Linked DNA regions of Mus musculus: region 2 is linked to region 1. Evidence: chromatin contacts called from public promoter capture Hi-C data. All regions are on one chromosome and are shown on one strand. Each heading gives the region's core, a stretch centred on a gene start, on an enhancer-like site or on the middle of the called end of the contact. The rest is flanking DNA. Distances are from core to core; before and after follow the strand shown.

Region 1 (4,433 bases), core at 981-3,480:
GTTTCTCTGTGTAGACCAGGCTGGTCTCAAACTCGGAAATTCACCTTCCCCTGCCTCCCAAGTGCTGGGATTAAAGGCAAGTGCCACCACGCCTGGCCCCATGTGTCTCATTCTGCTCTGTGTTAGGGGTCACTCATAACTGGATTTTTTGGCTTCTTTATTGGGTTCTATTATCTGTTGCAGCAGCAACGGGGAGCAACAACATGGGGAGCAGCAGCTGTCACAGGCCCTCTTGGGCCCCTTGCATTTAAGCTTTCTGAAGTGTCCCCAGAATTCAAAACATAAACATCTACAGCTTGTGAAAATCACACCCCTTCTAGAGCATAAAAGAAATCATAGTTATTGGGCATGGATAATCTGAAACAGCCCCATGTCCCCCACCTGGGATCAAAACAAGAACATAATCACATAACATAACTGGGCTTTAAAAAAACAAACTAGTCGGTCATGGTGGTGCACACCTTTAATCCCAGCACTCGGGAGGCAGAGGCAGGCGGATTTCTGAGTTCGAGGCCAGCCTGGTCTACAAAGTGAGTTCCAGGACAGCCAGGGCTACACAGAGAAACCCTGTCTTGAAAAATACCAAAAACAAAACAAACAAACAAACAAACTGAAATTCTCATTATGTGTAGGTTTGAAAGGTTGGAAATGCTGGGGGGCTTCTGGCCTCCCTGTGTGGGTTAGAGAAGGGTACTGGGGGCAGCAGGAAGGAGAGGGCAGGCCCTTTTTCTACCGAAGGCGTCTGTGTTCTTCTTTGCCCATGCATTCATGTTAGAGAAACTGACTGACTCAAGGAAGGCCAGCATCTGCCTGGGATGTGGATCTTGGTGGTCCTCATCCTTGAGTTCAGCTTCTGAGGATTCAATGTAACCCTGGAAGGGGGCGTGTCCTATAGTCTGTAACTGATGATCTCTTCTCAGAAGCATCTGTAAGCCATTGTCAGATCTCTCTCTCTCTCTCTCTCTCTCTCTCTCTCTCTCTCTCACCTCTGATGTCCTTTTTCTTTTTAGCTACCATGTCTAATACTTCTTTTGGAAGGTGGGTGTTGCTTGGATGTTGTAGGCTTGACTTAATTATAAAAGTAACAACTTACATACTTCACTGAATTACACAGTAACCCATGACACAGAAGTAGCTGTTTTACACAAGGGGAAAACAGACAGAAGTAATTTTAATTAGTAACTAGCTAGTTGGATCAAACCCACACCTGCCTGTATTCACAGCTCAGGACTCTTATTTTCAAAATTTACTTTTTATTTATTAGTTTATCTGTATTTAAGTTTTTCCTGCACATATGTCCTTGTAAGTGTGTGCCTGGGGTCCTCAGAAGGAAGACAAGGGCATCAGACTGGAACAGCTGATTTAAGCCACTACTCTGATTTGTATACTTGTTAACATAGTTACAAAGTAAAGGGTCTAGAATCTGTATGGTTTCTTTTTATCTTCGCACTTATTTTATGTATGAGTACTCTATCTGCATGTACACCTGCATACCAGAAGAGGGCATCAGATCCCATTACAGATGTCTGTGAGCTACCATGTGGTTGTTGATAATTGAACTCAGGACCTTGGGAAGAGCTGTCAAGTGCTCTTAACTACTGCGCTGTCTCTCCAGCCTCAGCTGATTTTTTTGTTTTTGTTTTTGTTTTTGTTTTTCGAGACAGGGTTTCTCAGTCTAACCTTGGCTGTCCTGGAACTCACTCTGTAGACCAGAATTCAGAAATCCACCTGCCTCTGCCTCCCAAGTGCTGGGATTGAAGGCGTGCGCCACCACTGCCTGGCGTCTCAGCTTATTTATTTATAAAAATTATTTTATTTATATGGGTGTTTTGCCTGTATGCACACATGGCCTGATGCCTGTAGATGCCAGAAGAGGGATCTGTCTCCCTGGAACTGGAGGCACAACCAGTTTTGAAATACCGTGTTCATGCCGGGAATTTTGTTCTTAACTGTAAAGCCTTCTCTCTAGCCCTTTGCTCAACTGATTTAATGGACTTTGGGCAGTGACATCACTCAAGAACCACCAGGTTCTGAGACTGTTCTTGGAGTCATGGACTCAAGAACATACCAGCATCGGACAACCCACGACCTAGTCTTTTGCCCAAGATGACTGCAGTTTCGAGGACAGTCCACTAGAGGTGGCAGCGCCACGACAGCTATGCCTCTCTTTCCCCCTCTCCCCTCGTTTGTCTGCCTAGAAGAAAAGCCCGCCTCCTGACCCATAAGGCCACGGGGCCGGAAGTCTCCCTCTCTCTTCCTGTTCTCCACCATGGCGGTGAGTAGGCGAGAGTTGGCTTTGCCTCGCTTTCATCCGTCTCCATCCGCAGTCGGCGGAGCCCAGGGCGGCTGTCTCGCGGGTGGCCGGAGGAGGACGGAGCCCGCGAGGCTGTTGGCATTAAGCCCGGCGGGACTGGGCGGCCGTGGGGCACCCCCGCCGCATCGCCGCCCATCCTAAGAATGGGGCTCAGGTCTGCAGCCCCGAGGGCCCAGACGCAGTGTCTGGGGGCTGCCGGAAGTGCGAGCGCGACGTGCGGAGGTCCACGGCGGGGCCAAGGGGACACTTGCAGCTTGTGTGGTGCTGGGGAGTTTCTGCGAGTCCTACTCGCAGGACCCGTGCTAGCTTGGGAAGGGGGACGGCATGGCGCAGAGGCCGGTACTTCCTGTAGTTTTGATTAGGGTTACATTGTATACTTTCTACGATCTCTAGTGTCTGTTCCCTACTCGTGGATCCGCTTGGGATTCAGGCTCTCTCTCTGTGTTCGTTCTCTTCCAAACGCGGAGACCTTGGTGGTCCCGAGGGCTTAGGCGGGATCCGGGACGATAGAAGTCAGAGCGGAGAAGACCTTGGCTGTTTCTCGTCTCTGACGGGGCGGGAGGGTGTTGATGGCTGTGTCCCTCTTCGCAGCAAGATCAAGGGGAAAAGGAGAACCCCATGCGGGAACTGCGCATCCGCAAGCTCTGCCTCAATATCTGCGTCGGGGAGAGCGGAGACAGACTGACCCGGGCAGCCAAGGTGTTGGAGCAGCTCACAGGCCAGACCCCGGTGTTCTCCAAAGGTGAGTGGCGGTGGGCTGACCAGAGAGGAGTGGATCTGGAAAGCTTGCTTCATCTGACCGGAGCACGGGTGCAAATGGACTTATAACGTGAGCTGTCGTGGGCCTGGTTGACAGCTAAGAACAGGGTTAATACCGTACACTGTTGGCATGAGGTCCTATCCATGCTTTTATTTGTATTTGTGTGTGTGTGCATGGGTACTCTGTTTGCATGCATGCCCACATGACAGAAGAGGGAATCAGATCCCGTTTCTGTTGGTTGTGAACAACCGTGTAGGTCCTCAGAACCTGTTAAACCTCTGAGCCATCTTTCCAACACCCCCCCACCAGTGCTTCTTAACTTCTGGCTCTGCCTCAACTCACTTAAAATGAATTGTGATTCCCTTGTTTGGCCACATGACAGGAGTTACCTTGCTAGAAACATGGAGTCTGTTGCTAGTGTGGTTGTGGGTGGTCTGTGATTGGGTTTGGATACTGTTTCTTAGGACCACAGTCAGCATTTTGAAAACACTGGCTTTTGTCAGTTTTAGTCTCCCAATTAGAGCATAATCATTGGTTGGGCCTGATAGCCCACAACTGTAACCCCATTACCCAGGCTGAAGCAGGAGGATTGCTGCCAGTTCAAGGCCAGCCTGGGCTACATTTGAGATTTTTCTCTCTCAAGGAATGTAACAGTCTTGCTAACCTGTGTCTGTTACTATGGCCATGCTGTTTGAGGTTCTTAGTATGGCTGGGTAAATTAGAGATGGAAAGCTCTGTTTTCTGTGTTGTGGACGATGTTGACTGACACGCTAGATGCCGTGCAATGGAAATAAGACATTACCTGCCTCTTGTGTCCCCGTCCTGCAGCTAGATACACTGTCAGGTCCTTTGGCATCCGGAGAAATGAGAAGATTGCTGTTCACTGCACAGTCCGCGGAGCCAAGGCAGAGGAAATTCTGGAGAAAGGCCTGAAGGTGAGGCTGGTGGGGTGGAGGCTGCTGCATTGTCAGAGATGGGCTATATATACACACATACAGTGCCTTGGCGTTTCAGAGATGACTGTTCCTGGATTTCTGTCCTTGGGATTTTCTCTGCTCTTTGGAAGTGGGGATCGTTTGATGGCATTTGTAGCTGGGGCATGACTTGGTTAGGGGAGGGATACCTGTGCTCCTAGCTAGGACTCACAGAGTTTTGGTTTTGCTCTGGGCCTACTGGGTGTTGATCTGAGCTCATGTTGGGCTACTTGAACATGATGGATAGCATGGTCACTTCTGTGTCCATTCAGGTGCGGGAGTATGAGTTGCGGAAAAATAACTTCTCGGATACTGGAAACTTTGGTTTTGGAATTCAAGAACACATTGACCTGGGCATCAAATACGACCCAAGCATTGGGATCTA
Region 2 (4,433 bases), core at 1,302-3,801, 2.2 Mb before region 1:
TCCCAAGTGCTGGAATTAAAGTCGTGTGCCACTATGCCCAGCTTAAATTCACTTCTCATTAACAGCTAACAGCATGGATGGGTAGCCAGGACTGCCTTAACACTGTCAGTGTACCTTGTAACAGAACTTTTTGTTCCAACCGTTGACTCTGAATGATAAGACCTTTTAGACAGCTGTATTAGCTCCCTGGCCGGGATATTTTTTGCAGGGATGGGAGTCAAGGGGGATCTTAATAGCCCAGGTTAGCCCACCTCCCCAGTGCTGGCATTACAGCTGCACACCACTCTGGAAGTGGATAGGTCATTTTTTTCTACTGAGTCACAGATACAAAACTGGGTGCCTAAAAGATAACAGGGTCAGAATGAGAGTTCAACAAATATTTGCTAAAGAATGAAAATGGTTCTTTAACCTGGCTTCATATGGTGTGGAAACCAAACTATATTTCCACTTAGGGTTTATCAAGTTCTCCTGTGGCCACAAATTTTGGGTTCTTTTTATTGAATGCGTAAATAGTAACATGACTTACTTTTGACAAAGGAGATGCCTAAATTGTTTTAATACAGGCAGTAAAAACTTGCAGAAGTAGAAAGCCCAATTCCATGGTGGTAGTTTATGCCATTAGAAAAGGCAGCCGGTCTGGGGCTACGGCATGTATTTCAAATTACTGCGTCAGCATTTTTAGCAAGAGTGTCACCATAAACTCCATGTAATATGCATCCTTTCTAATGTCACTAACAGACCAGTAAATCCCTCACACAGCTCCCAGGCTTTTCCTCACTCAGATAAAACATCGTGATTGCTAGCGACTTTCCCATTTCATTAAGTAGCATGTAGTGATATCTATCACGGCCAGGGATAGAGGCCGATCAAACACACAGCTCCACAGGGCTCCAGTTTAGACTTGCATCTGCACAGGCCTCAGTAACTTCCTAGTCAGCGTCCAGGGGTCCACCTCCTAAGTAAGTATGAAAGCTAGGGCTAAGAACCTCAATCTTAACCCTACTACATGTGTACTCTCCGGTGTCAGTTCACAGTAGCACCCCCTGCACTCACACACAGGAGGCTGAGGCAGGAGGAGCACAGAGTCCCAAGGAAGCATTAGGGAGACCACCTCAAAAACAAAATTTGAGAGCAGCTTTGAACAAATCACTCTGAAACTGAAAGCTCGTGGCAGCCTTATATGGCCTATGCTGAAGATAAAATTGAAGATAAAATAAAAATTAAAAACTTCAAACGATTTCCTAATAGCTTCTAGGCCCTTCTGGCTAAGATCAAATGCAGAATGACTCTCTAGACACATTTCACGTCTAAGATGCTTGCGTATGAGGTCCAGGTCTAATAAGACTCGTTCTCCAAAGCAACGGGCAGTCGGAGAAGGGCAGTAAAGCAGCCTGGGGGAGAAGTCATGAGCACTTCTGGCTGTGAAGGAGGGTTTAGCTCAAGGGCGTTAAGGAAAACTGCCTGCTTAAGTCTGGATCGACTCGGGCCTAGGCTTAAGACGGCTGCCACTGACAATCCTGCGCCGGCCTGGGGAGCGCGGCGGAGGCCGGGGGAGGTGTAGGCTCGCGGGGGACACAGAAGCGCAAGGCCGTCGGGGTAGCGGCGGCGGCGACAGCAGCGAAGCGACAGCGCCCAGAGGCTGAGCATCGCCCGGAGGAGCAGCGAAGACAAAGGCGGGAGCGAGCGGCTGCGCGACAGAGAGCCGTGGCGGTGACAGCGCAGGGCTAGCGGGAGTGGGGAGTAAGATGGGCGCGGGACTGCTGAGGGCGGCGGCGGAGGTACCGCGCAGAGACCACGCCGCGCTCCTGGCTGCGGGGACCCGGCGGCGACCAGCGGCGACCGGCGTGGCCTCAGCTCTGCACACTCACCACTGGGGACTCCGTAATGGCGGCCACGGCGGCGGCGGGGGCGGAGAAGCCGGGAGGGCGGGCCCGCCGCAGCCACTCACTAGTGCCGGCATCTTTCGAACCGGGCTTGAAGACAAGTTGACAGTAGGCCGAGGGGAGGAGGGCGCGGCGGAAGTCGGGCCACAGGCCTCGGAGCATGCGCAAGCCCGCAGCCAATAGGGCTCCGCGGCGCACGCCGGAGCATGCGCACTGAGACAAGCACGGAGGGGGGGTGGGCCCGACCCGAGAAGAGCTGCCCCTCCTCCCCAAGTCCAAACAAAACAAGGGCGGGAGCGCGCGCCGCGGGGCCCGAGTGGCCCGCGCGCCAGGGGCAGGGGCCGGGTGGCGGGCGCGACGCGAGAGGGCGCAGCGGCCGCGGCGGACGGACAAAAGCCGCCGGCCTTCGGTGCCCGCGTCCCGCCTCTTGCGCCCGGGCAGCGGCGTCAGCGCCCAGGCCGGTGGCCCTCCGCTACTCACTCGCGCACGGAGCTCGCGCCCACTCCCTGCGCGCCGGGTCCGGGTCCATCCCGCGTTACCTCTGAGCTCCGGCGCCCGCGTTCCCGTACGGCCTCTCGGCGTTGCCGCGGACCACCGATCGCCGACTCGCGACACCGCTGTCCTCCAGGCCGGGCACCGAGCTCTGCCGCCCCGCCCCCCTGCCCGCGGCCTCACGCGCGCGCCCCCGCGCCGGCCCCGCCCCCGCGCGCGCCCGCCAAGTGGGTCCCCGGGCGGGCGCGCAGGGGCGCGACAGGGCGCTCGTGGGGGAGGTGGGGGGGAACGGCGGACGACGGGAGGCAGAGCGTGGCTGGGAGCGCTAGCTTCCTGGCTGCGTCCTGCGTGCTCGGCGCAGTCTCTGTCTCCGACCCCGAGTCCTTCGGGTTTGGGGTTCCAGCCTCCCTTTAGCCCTGGAAGACGGTGCTAGACAACAACAGCCACTTCCTGAGTCCACAGGGAATTGGCAGTGTAGTGAGCAAGGACTGGTCATACACGGCCTGGAAGATGCGTGAGCCGGGCTGCCCCCAGCTTCTTGATTTGCATGCACAGACAGCTTCCCCACCCCCAGCACCCAAAAGAAACCACGGAATTAGAAGGGAGTCGCCTTTTATTTGGCACTTTACGTTGAGATCTGCCTATTCATGTAATGTGCACACCACCGCCTTTGAAAATTGTAGTTCTTGGGGCTGAAGAAGTAGTTTAGTTGTTAGTATGTGTCTAGTCTGAAGAAAGCCCTGGGTGCCATCGCCAGCACCTAGAGCCCAGTGTGATGACGCAGACTCAATAGGTGGCATCAAGAGGATCGAAATTTCAAGGCCATTTTGGGTAGGTAACCAACCTGAGGCCAGCTTGGAATGCACGAGAGCCTGTGTAAAGAAGGAAAAGGAAATGAAGGATTGCAGGTGTAGTTCTTCAAAGCCACTTTGGAAAAATTCAATGTACCTCAAGTAGCCGGAGTCTTGTGGGTATCGGCCTGGTACATGCATGGCACCGCAACTGCAGGTCAATCAAAGCGCTTATTACGGAAACCAATTAGACACACTTTCAGTCCTCTCCACCTGCCAGAGTGGCTGAAACTCCAAGGGTTCTAAGAAGATTAAATAAATCACCCCACCAAAAATTCCTCCCTGGTGAGCGTCTGTACTAGTGACATCACCCATTCCCCTGAACACTGGGATCATGGGCAATCTCTTCAAAGGGATTTATGGGGAGGATCTGAGAGGATTTGGAGAGGAGGGGACCTGATCAAGTATGTCATATGAAAAAAAAATTAAATATTAAAAAGGGATTTTGGTCTTTTTGAAGAATTCTGTTTTAAAACCATCTTTTAATTTTTTATATGTGTGTGTACCTGTTTGTATGTGTTCCGGGTGTGTGCAGATGTCTAAGGATTGTCTGCACTCCTGGGAATTGAGTTAGTAGGTTGTAAGCTGTCTGATGTGGGTGCTGGGAACCAAACCGAGATCCTCTACAAGAGCAAGGGACCTCAGCCACGGAGACACCTGTCCCCATCCCACTTTTATGTATTGGCATAATTGGGAACTTGCTACATTTGGTGTGTGTCCTTGTTTGAGACAGGATCTCTCTATGTAGTTTTGCCTGTTGACATTTCATCTAGGCTATGTCCCACAGTTACCTGGCAATAGCCAGGTGTGTCTAACTCACTAAAAAAGGCGCTTCTTTGCCCCCTCCTCGATCTCTTGCTCTTGCTCTGACCTCTCACCCCTTGCCCCTCCCTCTCCACATGGTCATAACCTGCCCCCCCCTCTTTCTCTGCCTTCCAACTCCCCTCCCCATGCCCTGAATAAACCCTATTCTATACACTACATCCATCTATGGCTGGTCTCTCAGGGGGAAGGGATGCCTCAGCATGGGCCCACAGAGACACCCCCTTATCTCACATTATACCTGGCCTCTATCAAACATATCCCTGGTTTCTCTATTTTTATAAAATACAACATTGCCTGGCCTGGAGCTTACTATGTAGATCAGAGTGGCCTCAAAGTCACATTTTTAAGTCCTACCTCATGCAAGATGAGCCCAATAAGAATT

What was found. Promoter capture Hi-C pulls out the DNA fragments that hold promoters and counts their contacts.
Region 2: a contact with region 1 is called in a promoter capture Hi-C map of erythroid cells, with 7 times the contacts expected there. The contact joins the promoter of Hp1bp3 here to the promoter of Rpl11 in region 1.

Annotation. Positions count from the first base shown.
Region 1 is chr4:136,051,190-136,055,622 of GRCm38.p6, reverse strand. It overlaps Rpl11 (ribosomal protein L11), which reads left to right and starts at 2,230. Exons shown (of 6, transcript NM_025919.3): 1 at 2,230-2,275; 2 at 2,906-3,056; 3 at 3,903-4,009; 4 at 4,321-4,433. The coding sequence starts at 2,270.
Region 2 is chr4:138,214,730-138,219,162 of GRCm38.p6, reverse strand. It overlaps Hp1bp3 (heterochromatin protein 1, binding protein 3), which reads right to left and starts at 2,551. Exons shown (of 13, transcript NM_010470.3): 1 at 2,423-2,551.